2 separate regions of the Mus musculus genome follow, and region 2 is linked to region 1. The links are chromatin contacts, called in public HiChIP or PLAC-seq maps. All regions are on one chromosome and are shown on one strand. The core of a region is the stretch at or near the end of the contact, and the rest is flanking DNA. Distances in the headings are between cores, read along the strand shown.

The links. HiChIP or PLAC-seq counts read pairs in DNA pulled down with a chosen protein or histone mark.
Region 2: an H3K4me3 HiChIP or PLAC-seq map of bone marrow-derived macrophages shows a contact between it and region 1, with 2.3 times the contacts expected there. The contact joins the enhancer-like site here to the promoter of Ano10 in region 1. A contact is called at or near these places in 1 of 39 promoter capture datasets (neutrophils), 5 of 484 Hi-C or Micro-C datasets (LSK cells, bone marrow-derived macrophages, muscle stem cells and 2 more) and 3 of 115 datasets of contacts at active chromatin or transcription factors (bone marrow-derived macrophages, extraembryonic endoderm stem cells and pancreatic cancer cells).

The regions. Positions count from the first base shown.
Region 1 is chr9:122,292,204-122,296,430 of GRCm38.p6, forward strand. It overlaps Ano10 (anoctamin 10), which reads right to left and starts at 2,220. Exons shown (of 13, transcript NM_133979.3): 1 at 2,101-2,220. Gm26797 (predicted gene, 26797) reads right to left here. Exons shown (of 5, transcript NR_168548.1): 4 at 4,165-4,227; 5 at 3,707-3,923.
Region 2 is chr9:122,335,996-122,340,222 of GRCm38.p6, forward strand. No RefSeq gene overlaps it. Among named protein-coding and RNA genes, the nearest start is that of Gm35398, 7.5 kb to the right of the region's middle. Within about 2 kb of position 1,831, at least 83 of the 459 cell types and tissues checked have an H3K27ac peak or open chromatin away from gene starts, as enhancers often do. A contact at or near this core is called in bone marrow-derived macrophages, muscle stem cells and pancreatic cancer cells, where this site is marked.

The DNA of each region.
Region 1 (4,227 bases), core at 970-3,469:
AAACTCAAAGCAGGAGCTGAAGCAGAGGCCATGGAGGGTGCAGCTTACTGGCCTGGTCAGCCTGCTTTCTTATACAACCCATGGCCACCCGCCTAGGGCTGGCTCCACTGGCCGTGGACTGCACACCCCCACCCCAATCAATCATCAGTCAAGAAAATGCCCCACAGATCTGTGTACCTGTCAATATGGTGGAGGGATTTGTTCAGATGAGGATAGTTTGTGTCAAGTTGAAAACAACAACTACAAAAAAAAAAACAAAAAAAAAAAAACAAAAATAAAAACAAAAAACAACCAGGACAAACAGCATTCTGAGCTGGCATCTTCCAAAAGCAGGTGTTACTGTGTAAAAATGCAGAGAGCTACAGACAACCCATGTATATACTGTGAGGGACTAGCTCAATGTAGCATAGATGGCATTTAAACACTTACTAATATACTTGCCTTGATCAGCCCTAATTCTTCACCTCCAAGCATGCATGTATTAAACACATAGCTGAAATACTATTATTATTTTAGAAAGAAGTAGCTGGTTGTTCAGTGTGAATATTTAGTGATCAAGGAAAATGATAAATGAGAAAATGTTAAGTTGGAAAAAGTCACAAATTAATATTAGAATACTACCCCATTAATTATATGTGTATTTATATACACAAAAGGAGAGAATTGACTCCCAGAATTTGACCTCTGATCCCTACACACATTCCATGGTATGTGTAAACCCACATGCACACATACAATAATATGTAAAAAAAAAAAAAAACACTTTTAAATATACAAATTAGGAAGAAAAACAAAATGCTACTAGAGGTCATAGGGTTCTGAGCATTCCTACAGGGCATTTATATTCTCAACTTTATCCTCTTTTCTGTGTTCCAACCTTTCTAGTTTTCCTCTTTACACACTCATACACACACGCACACGCAACCACACTACAGTCTATCCAAATGCACACTCGTTACAGTTTACCAGGCCTTGTCTATGCCTGTCTGATATTCTGCATCTCTCATTTCTCATCAAGAGGACCTAAATTTGGACTCCAGCACGCAGTAGAGTGCTTCTGTAATCCCAACTCCAGGTGATATGGGAGACAGAGACAGTAAAACCCTAAGAAGCCATAGGGCTGAATGGCCTGGAACAGGCAGCACAGCAGCAAAAATGAAAAGACACAAAGACATCCTATCTCAAACACGGTGGGAGGCAAGGGCCCACACCTGTGTCCTCTGTCCTGTACAAGCCTGTGTGTATCCGTTTGCCTGCACTCACAATAACACGAACGCACAGACAAAAATTTTTAAAAACCAAAAACCAAACCAAAGCAAACCAAAACAAAAAAACCCCAGAAAACAAAACTATATGCCTAGTAAAGTCACAGCCTCTTTGTCTGTGTGAGTGCCCTCGGACGTTCATGCCAGGTAAACAGCAAGCATCTCCCTCCCAGTTTACCCTGGTTAAGGGATGCACGGTTGCATTTAAAATTGTTTAAAGACAGAAAGAGTCCTTAGAAATATCTAGTCCTCTAAGGTTACTGTGACTTTAAATGGAAACCAGGCCACTCACAGTGCACCTGAAACTTTTAAAACTGCCGGGATTCGATTACAACATCAGGGTTTAAGGGATTGCGATTCAACTGTGGAGTGGGAACAAACTTGAAGAGACTTCAGTCAGACCGTCTACGCACCGCCTCAGCTATGGGAAAGAACAAACAGGGTTTCGGGTAGGGACAGGGCTCTGCACCCTTCACTGGAGTCATGCGACACCTATCACGGAAAGCGCACAATGGGCCCGGTCAGAAACCTCAGACCGGATCTGTTCACAACCCTAGAGAGACCGCGAGGTGTGACACAATCAAGGCTACCGGGCACCTTCCCCGAAGTGTCAATCAGAGCAGCCCGACACCCCGGGATCCCATGGTCAGTCAGAGACGGCCCTGCTCCAGGCCTGACGCAAATCCAGAGCCGGCCGACATCCCCCTGCCTCCGCCGGCTTTCACACCCTTGCGGATCTCCAGCCCTGACCAGTGCTTCCGTGGCTCTTTCCCTGTCGCGGGGGGGGAGCATCCCCAGCGGGCCCACCACACGGACTGCGCCCCTCCCCACTCACCGGCCGCCCACGCGGCGTCCTCGGGGACCGCGGGAGCGGGGAGAACCAGGCCCGCGGCGCTAAGGCGGACTGGATACACGACCGGGGCGTGGCGCCTTGGCCGACAGGAGGCGTCAACGACCGGGAGGGGCGGGGCCTTCCGGCTGTCACTCGGCGTGGGGGGCGGGATCACCGTGAAAGGGGCGGTGCCTTAACAGTTGTAAGTCCCGAGGAAGGGGGGCGGAGGTGTCAGAGTGAAGCTTCACTGGCTGACCCTCGGGAGAGGGGTGGGGCCGCGACGGAAGGGGCGGGGCCATGAAGGTTCTCATTTTGGTGGGATGTGGTGGTGCTGCATGGGCGTGGCCTCATCAGCTGTCGTTGTAGAGAGACATGTTAAAGGCGGGGCTGTGGCGAGTGGGGTGGGGCTTGGGTTGCTGTCACTCACGGCAGAAAGGGAGCCTCATCCGGAGGGGTGGGGCCTCGCTAGCGGTCCTCGTGGTGGTATGGGTGCGGGCTGGGTCTTGGCTTTGCTGGGTAGGGAATGGAAGGGAAAGGATAAGGCTCCTTACGCTTTCCTTTTCTTAATCTCTTAGACCAGAATCCAGACACCTGCCCACCTCTACCCTCTACCGTCTAGCCTCCACCCTCCACACCCTTCCAGTTTTTGCCTTCCTCCAGGGGACAAGGCCTTCACCCCAACCCCTGGGGGTGTTCCGGTTTGGAGGTTGTCCTCCTAGCCCCCTCTCTGCCTTAAGGAGCAATTCTTGGCTGGTTTTCAGCAGAATTCTGAAGCTCTCTTCTCTCTGAAAACCAAGGCAAATCTTTCAGAACTTTAACAATTAGAGTCAATTGACGACTCAGGAGACTTGTGGGTTTCAGTTGGAGAGTTCCAATTTTCTCAGCCCCTGAACTTACATTCATCCTTGCATATAACTTCATTCTTTGGTATCTGATTGGAAATGTTTGAAATTTTTTGAAAAACAATCATTTTAATGGAATATCTATTAAATCCTTTTTGCTCAGATAGTCTTTATACTGGAGATTAAACCCAGGGCCTTGTGCATCCTAGGGAAGAGATTATCCCAGCCCTCTTGGGAGTAATCTTATCACAGCTGAATTAACAAAATTTAGTTAAGCTGTGTTGGTGGCCCACACTTTTGTAGTCTCAGATACTCAGCAGACTGAGGCTGGAAGATCACTTGAACTGAGGAACTAGAGACCAGCCTGAGCAATGTAGTGAATCTCCATCTCAAAGCAAAGTACAAGATGTGAGCCTGAGTCATGGTGCCATGCCACTTAGTTTTTGTGAACCTGACACACCAATAGTTGCCTGAGAGGAAATCACATTAAGGAACAGCCTCCATCAGACTGGCCTTTGAGCTTGTGTGTTGGGGGGGAGGGGGGGTAGGGAGGAGCATTCTCTTGATGATGTGGGAGGGCCCAGCACACTATGGGTGGTACCATCCTAAGAGGGTGGAACCTGGCTGTTTAAAAGAGCAGGCAGTAAGCAGCAGTATTCTTCTGTAGTCTTTGCTTCAAGTTCTGTCTCCAGGACCCTGCCTTGAGCTCTTGACCTGGCTTACCTTAATGATGGACTATAAGTCAAATAAGCCCTTTCCTTCCCACGTTAGTTCTGGTCTAAATTTTATTGGAGCAACCAAAGAAGCAGGCTAGGACAGGCATGTCTTAGTTATTCTTTGCTATGTAACAACCCCCTTTGCAAGGCTCCATGCTCTCATGTTCCCAAGAGTCCTTCTTTCCAGTTGCTTCCTCTAGAACAGTGGTCCTCAACCTGTGGGTTGTGGACCCTTTGGAGGGCTCCAATGACGTTTCACAGGGGTCACCTAAAACCATTGGAAAACATGGATATTTATATTATGGTTCATAACAGTAGCAAAGTCACAGTTATGAAGTAGCAATAAAATAGTTTCATGGTTGGGGTCACCAGAGCAGAGGGGCTGTGTTAAAAGGTTGCAGCACTAAGAAGGTTGAGAATCACTGCTCTAAAAGGACAGTTTTTCTCTCCCTGTCTTAGGCGCCAGCTTCCTGAATAAACTAATCTCAGGAAAGCAGTCGGTACTTCACCTCGCTTTATCTTGCTCACTGTGGTTGGAGTTGTTTCCTGATCATTTCTGATTGTTAGCTCTC
Region 2 (4,227 bases), core at 581-3,080, 43 kb after region 1:
TCGAATTCAGAAATCCGCCTATCTCGGCCTCTCGAGTGCTGGGATTAAAGGCATGTGCCACCACTGCCCGGCTAGCTAGCTTGTTTTTATTTCTGTTGCTGTTATAGATTTATTTTCTAATCACATATGTGTGTGTATGTTTGTAAGTGGATAAGTGCAAGTGTGGGTGCTTGCAGAGGCTGGAGCTATCAGATGCCCTGGACCTGAAGTTGCAAGCAATTATGATCTGACATAGGTGTTAAGTCAGGTCCTCTAAAGAGCCTTATGCATTCTTAACTACCGAGCTCCCCAACCCCTCTTGTTTTCACTCACACACACACACACACACACACACACACACACACACACACACACACACGTGCACACACACACGCACACGCCCACACTTGCTATATAGCTCAGGCTAACCCAGGACTTGCTCTGCATCTCAGGCAGGTCTCACACTTACAGTCCTTCTGCCTCAGTCTTCTGAGGGGCTGGAGTTGCAGGTGTACAGATGCAGGAAATCATGAAGTTGGTCTGATCTAATTCATGATTCCCTACATCTGTACACACCCACACACAAACACACCTTGAACACATAGGGTTACACTATTTAGCTCTGGCTGGCCTAGAACTTGCTATGTAGACCAGGCTGGCTTTAAACTCACAGACACCCATCTAACTGTGCCTCCTGAGTGCCGGGATTAAAGGGATGCACCACAACACCACACCCTTTACCCCTTTTTATTCAATTTGAGACCCTTATCCAAGAAACAGTGCTATTTGCACTCAGGGAAGGTCTTCTCTGTCAAACCACTCTGAAAACAGAGTGATCTGGACTCTAAATCCAGTCAGGTTGGCAAGCAGAGGCAAACAGGAAGTTCTTACATAACCTGTCCCTCATTTGTGCTACCACAGCACTGCTGATGCCTGAGAGTGCAGGGAAGATTGGGAGTGGCTGAGAGGCTCGCTGGCTCTTTCTGAAGTCTGTGTGTTACCTGAAGATTCACTTTGGTCCTGTACATTTGATCTGTAGAATCATACAGAATGGTTTTGCTGCCTTAAAAAATGGTCTGTGGGATGTTGACTGGAGACTGAGAAGTGACCTCCATTTTTCCTCAGAACCAGTCTATAATAAATTCCCAGGTTTGCAGTGCGGCAGCACTAGATTTGGCTTCCCAGAATCCTCATGGTGGTTTGTAACCATCTGTAACTCTTGTTCCTTGGGATCCATCACCCTCTTCAAGCCTCAACTGGCAATGCATGCCTGTGGTACACAGACACACACTCAGGCAAAACACTCACATAAACAAAACTATACACACACATATAATAAAAAGACTTTAGATTGTGACTTCTGTTTAATATGAAGGGTGAGAAGCTGTCTTCACACTGTGTAATAAAGGATGAGTCAGGCTCTGTCTATCTATCTATCTATCTATCTATCTATCTATCTATCTATCTATCTATCGAGAGAACATGCCACTGTAAAGGGAATATAAAGCAGAATTAATGTTCAGCAGAGAGTGAAGAGAAACAGAACATAGTAAAAGAAGGAAGCTGCACAGGGCTCTAGCCAGTGGCTCCCCGTGGGCGGGCAGAGGCGCTTCTGGTGGGTGGGTCAGCAGGGGGGAGCTCTATTTTGCTCCAAGGATGACTCAGAGGCAGTGTCATCTGTGTGGGAATCTTTTGTTTAAAACCTAGCTACCCCGAGGGCCTAGGAGCAGGAACAGTCACAGATGTCAGGAGCCCGAGGGCAGGCAGCCTTCACACATCCCCTGGGGAGAGCCCGTTGCAGGAGAGCAGTACACCTTGGCAGCAGGCTCTGCTCAGGCAGTGACATAGGCAGGGGTGGCTTGAGGTTGATTTCATCACTTGAGAATAGCTTTGGACTTTGATCCATGAGCTGAGACCGGCCGATGTACTTACTGGACTTGCCTGTCTGTCCTCAAGTTCACTGCCGTGGAGACGAAAGCTCCCAAGATCCAGAAGATACTTGGTTTGCACAACTGTGTCCCTCCCTCTAACAGGGTGTTTAATGTTCAGCAGGCTCAGACAGATCTCAACCCAGTGGTTGCTTCTCCTTCTCCCAGGCCTGCCTGCCTTCAAGTTAGAATATTAGCAACCGTGGATATACACATGGGAGGATCTTGGAAGGGTAGGAGGATCTGCCTAGCCCACAAACTGCAAAACTAATGCTGGCTGGCAATGGTCCCTCACACTCAAAGTGGAGAAACTACTAAAATGAGGGCGGCTCTGGAGGATAACTGATGCTCTTTCAGCCCAGGCTCTGCAGCAGCACAGACTGTAAGACAGACAAATCCAGGACTGCAAATGAGGCCCCACACGTCCACATAGCAGGATCCAATTGTATTACTATTTTCCAAAAACCAAATTTCATCAGTTCACTGTTGTTTGTGGTGGCGGCGGCAGCAGTTGTGGTGGTGGCGTGTGTTGTGCCAGAGCATGGGCATGTGCATATCATGGTTCACATGAGTGTGGTGGTCGGTCAGGCACCAGCTTTCAGGAGTCAGTTTTCTCCTTCTACCATGGGTTCCAAGGGTAGAACTCAGATATAATTCCAAGGGTAGAACTCAGATATAATAACTCTGGTTTTCCTATCTGAGAGGTCTTAGGGACTGAGCTAATAGTCCTGATACCTAAGAAAAATTCCCAAATAGACCTGAATGGAAATCAAGCCAACAAATGCACAGACACATAAGAAAATGGGTATGGGGCATGTGCCTTTAATGTCAGCACTTGGGAGGTAGAATCCCTGTGAGTTTGAGACCAGCCAGATCATCAGAGTAAGCTCTAGTTCAACTAGGACTAAATTGAGAAACACTGTCCCAAAAACCAACAAGGAAAAAAAAAGAAAGAAAGAAAAGAAAATATCAAGGAAGCATGACTTTAGTTTTAAATAATAGTAATAATTTTAATTTATAATATTTTAAAACTTTGAATTAATAATTTTAATTAATAATAGTTTAAACTTCTAATTTATATTAATAATTTTTAACTTCTAAATTTCTAAGTTCAAAACACTGAAATGGATAAGATGCCAGAAGAGCAATTTAAAATTTTATTTGTAAAACTACCAATGCTTTCAAGGAGGATACAAATAAGAATATAAATGAAGTAAGTAAACTCAGGACACGAAGACAGTCTAAAACATGAATAAGAAAGTCAGTAAGAAGCCAGGCATGGTGGTGCACTCCTTTAATCCCAGCACTCGGGAGGCAGAGGCAGGTGGATTTCTGAGTTCGAGGCCAGCCTGGTCTATAAAGTGAGTTCCAGGACAGCTAGGGCTATAAAGAGAAACCCTGTCTCAAAAAACAAAACAAACAAATAAACAAACAAACAAAAAAGTCAGTAAGAAAATTAAGATTTTGAAGAGGAAAAAAGTACAAATGTTTGAATGAAAAATTTTAAGAGATGGTAGAAAACATCTTTAGACAAACAGAAGGAAGAGTGTGAGGGGAGAAGGATGAGGGAAAAACAAACACTAACCACAGGCATGACCACAACTTCCAGGAATTCTGGGATATGATCACGAATCCAAACTTAAGAATAACTTGACGATGTACCCTGGGGTCTTAAACAAGAGCAAGCCAAACCCTCAAACAATAGACAGGAGTGAATCTTAAAGATCAAGACCGATATTAGTAAAATAGAAAAGATTAAAGTAAAAAGACTCAAAAAGAGTTGTTTCTTTGAAAAAAAAATGGAAAAATGCTTAGCAAAAAGAAAACCAAAGAATGAGAGAAAAGGCCTAATTGAGAACAGATAAACATGAATACAGAAGCATCACAATAAATACCAACGGCATCAGAAGTCACCGGGGAATAGTTAAATAACCTACATAAAAAACCAAAGCCCTGGAAAATCTAGAAAAGTGGAAAGAGAGGTAGATACATTTATCCTACTCAAAGTGATACAAAAACCTCAGGAGATATATTCCAGGCAACAGAACCAGGACCAGGCTGATTCACTGCGGAATTCTACAAATTTGTAAAGAAGATTCAATGCCAGTGTTCAACCTTTTTATCGAAGAGACACAAAGTTACACATGGGTGCAGCCAGCACAAAGTGTAGACAAGAACAAGAAAGGCTCAGACAGGAGGAAGGACTGAATGCAGGCTGTGGACATGATTCATGCGAGAAGATAAAAGGCTAATTGTTTTTCTAGTTCTAATTCTGTCGCGGGTTTTTTTTTTTTTTTTTTTCTGGTAGCTGATGAATGAA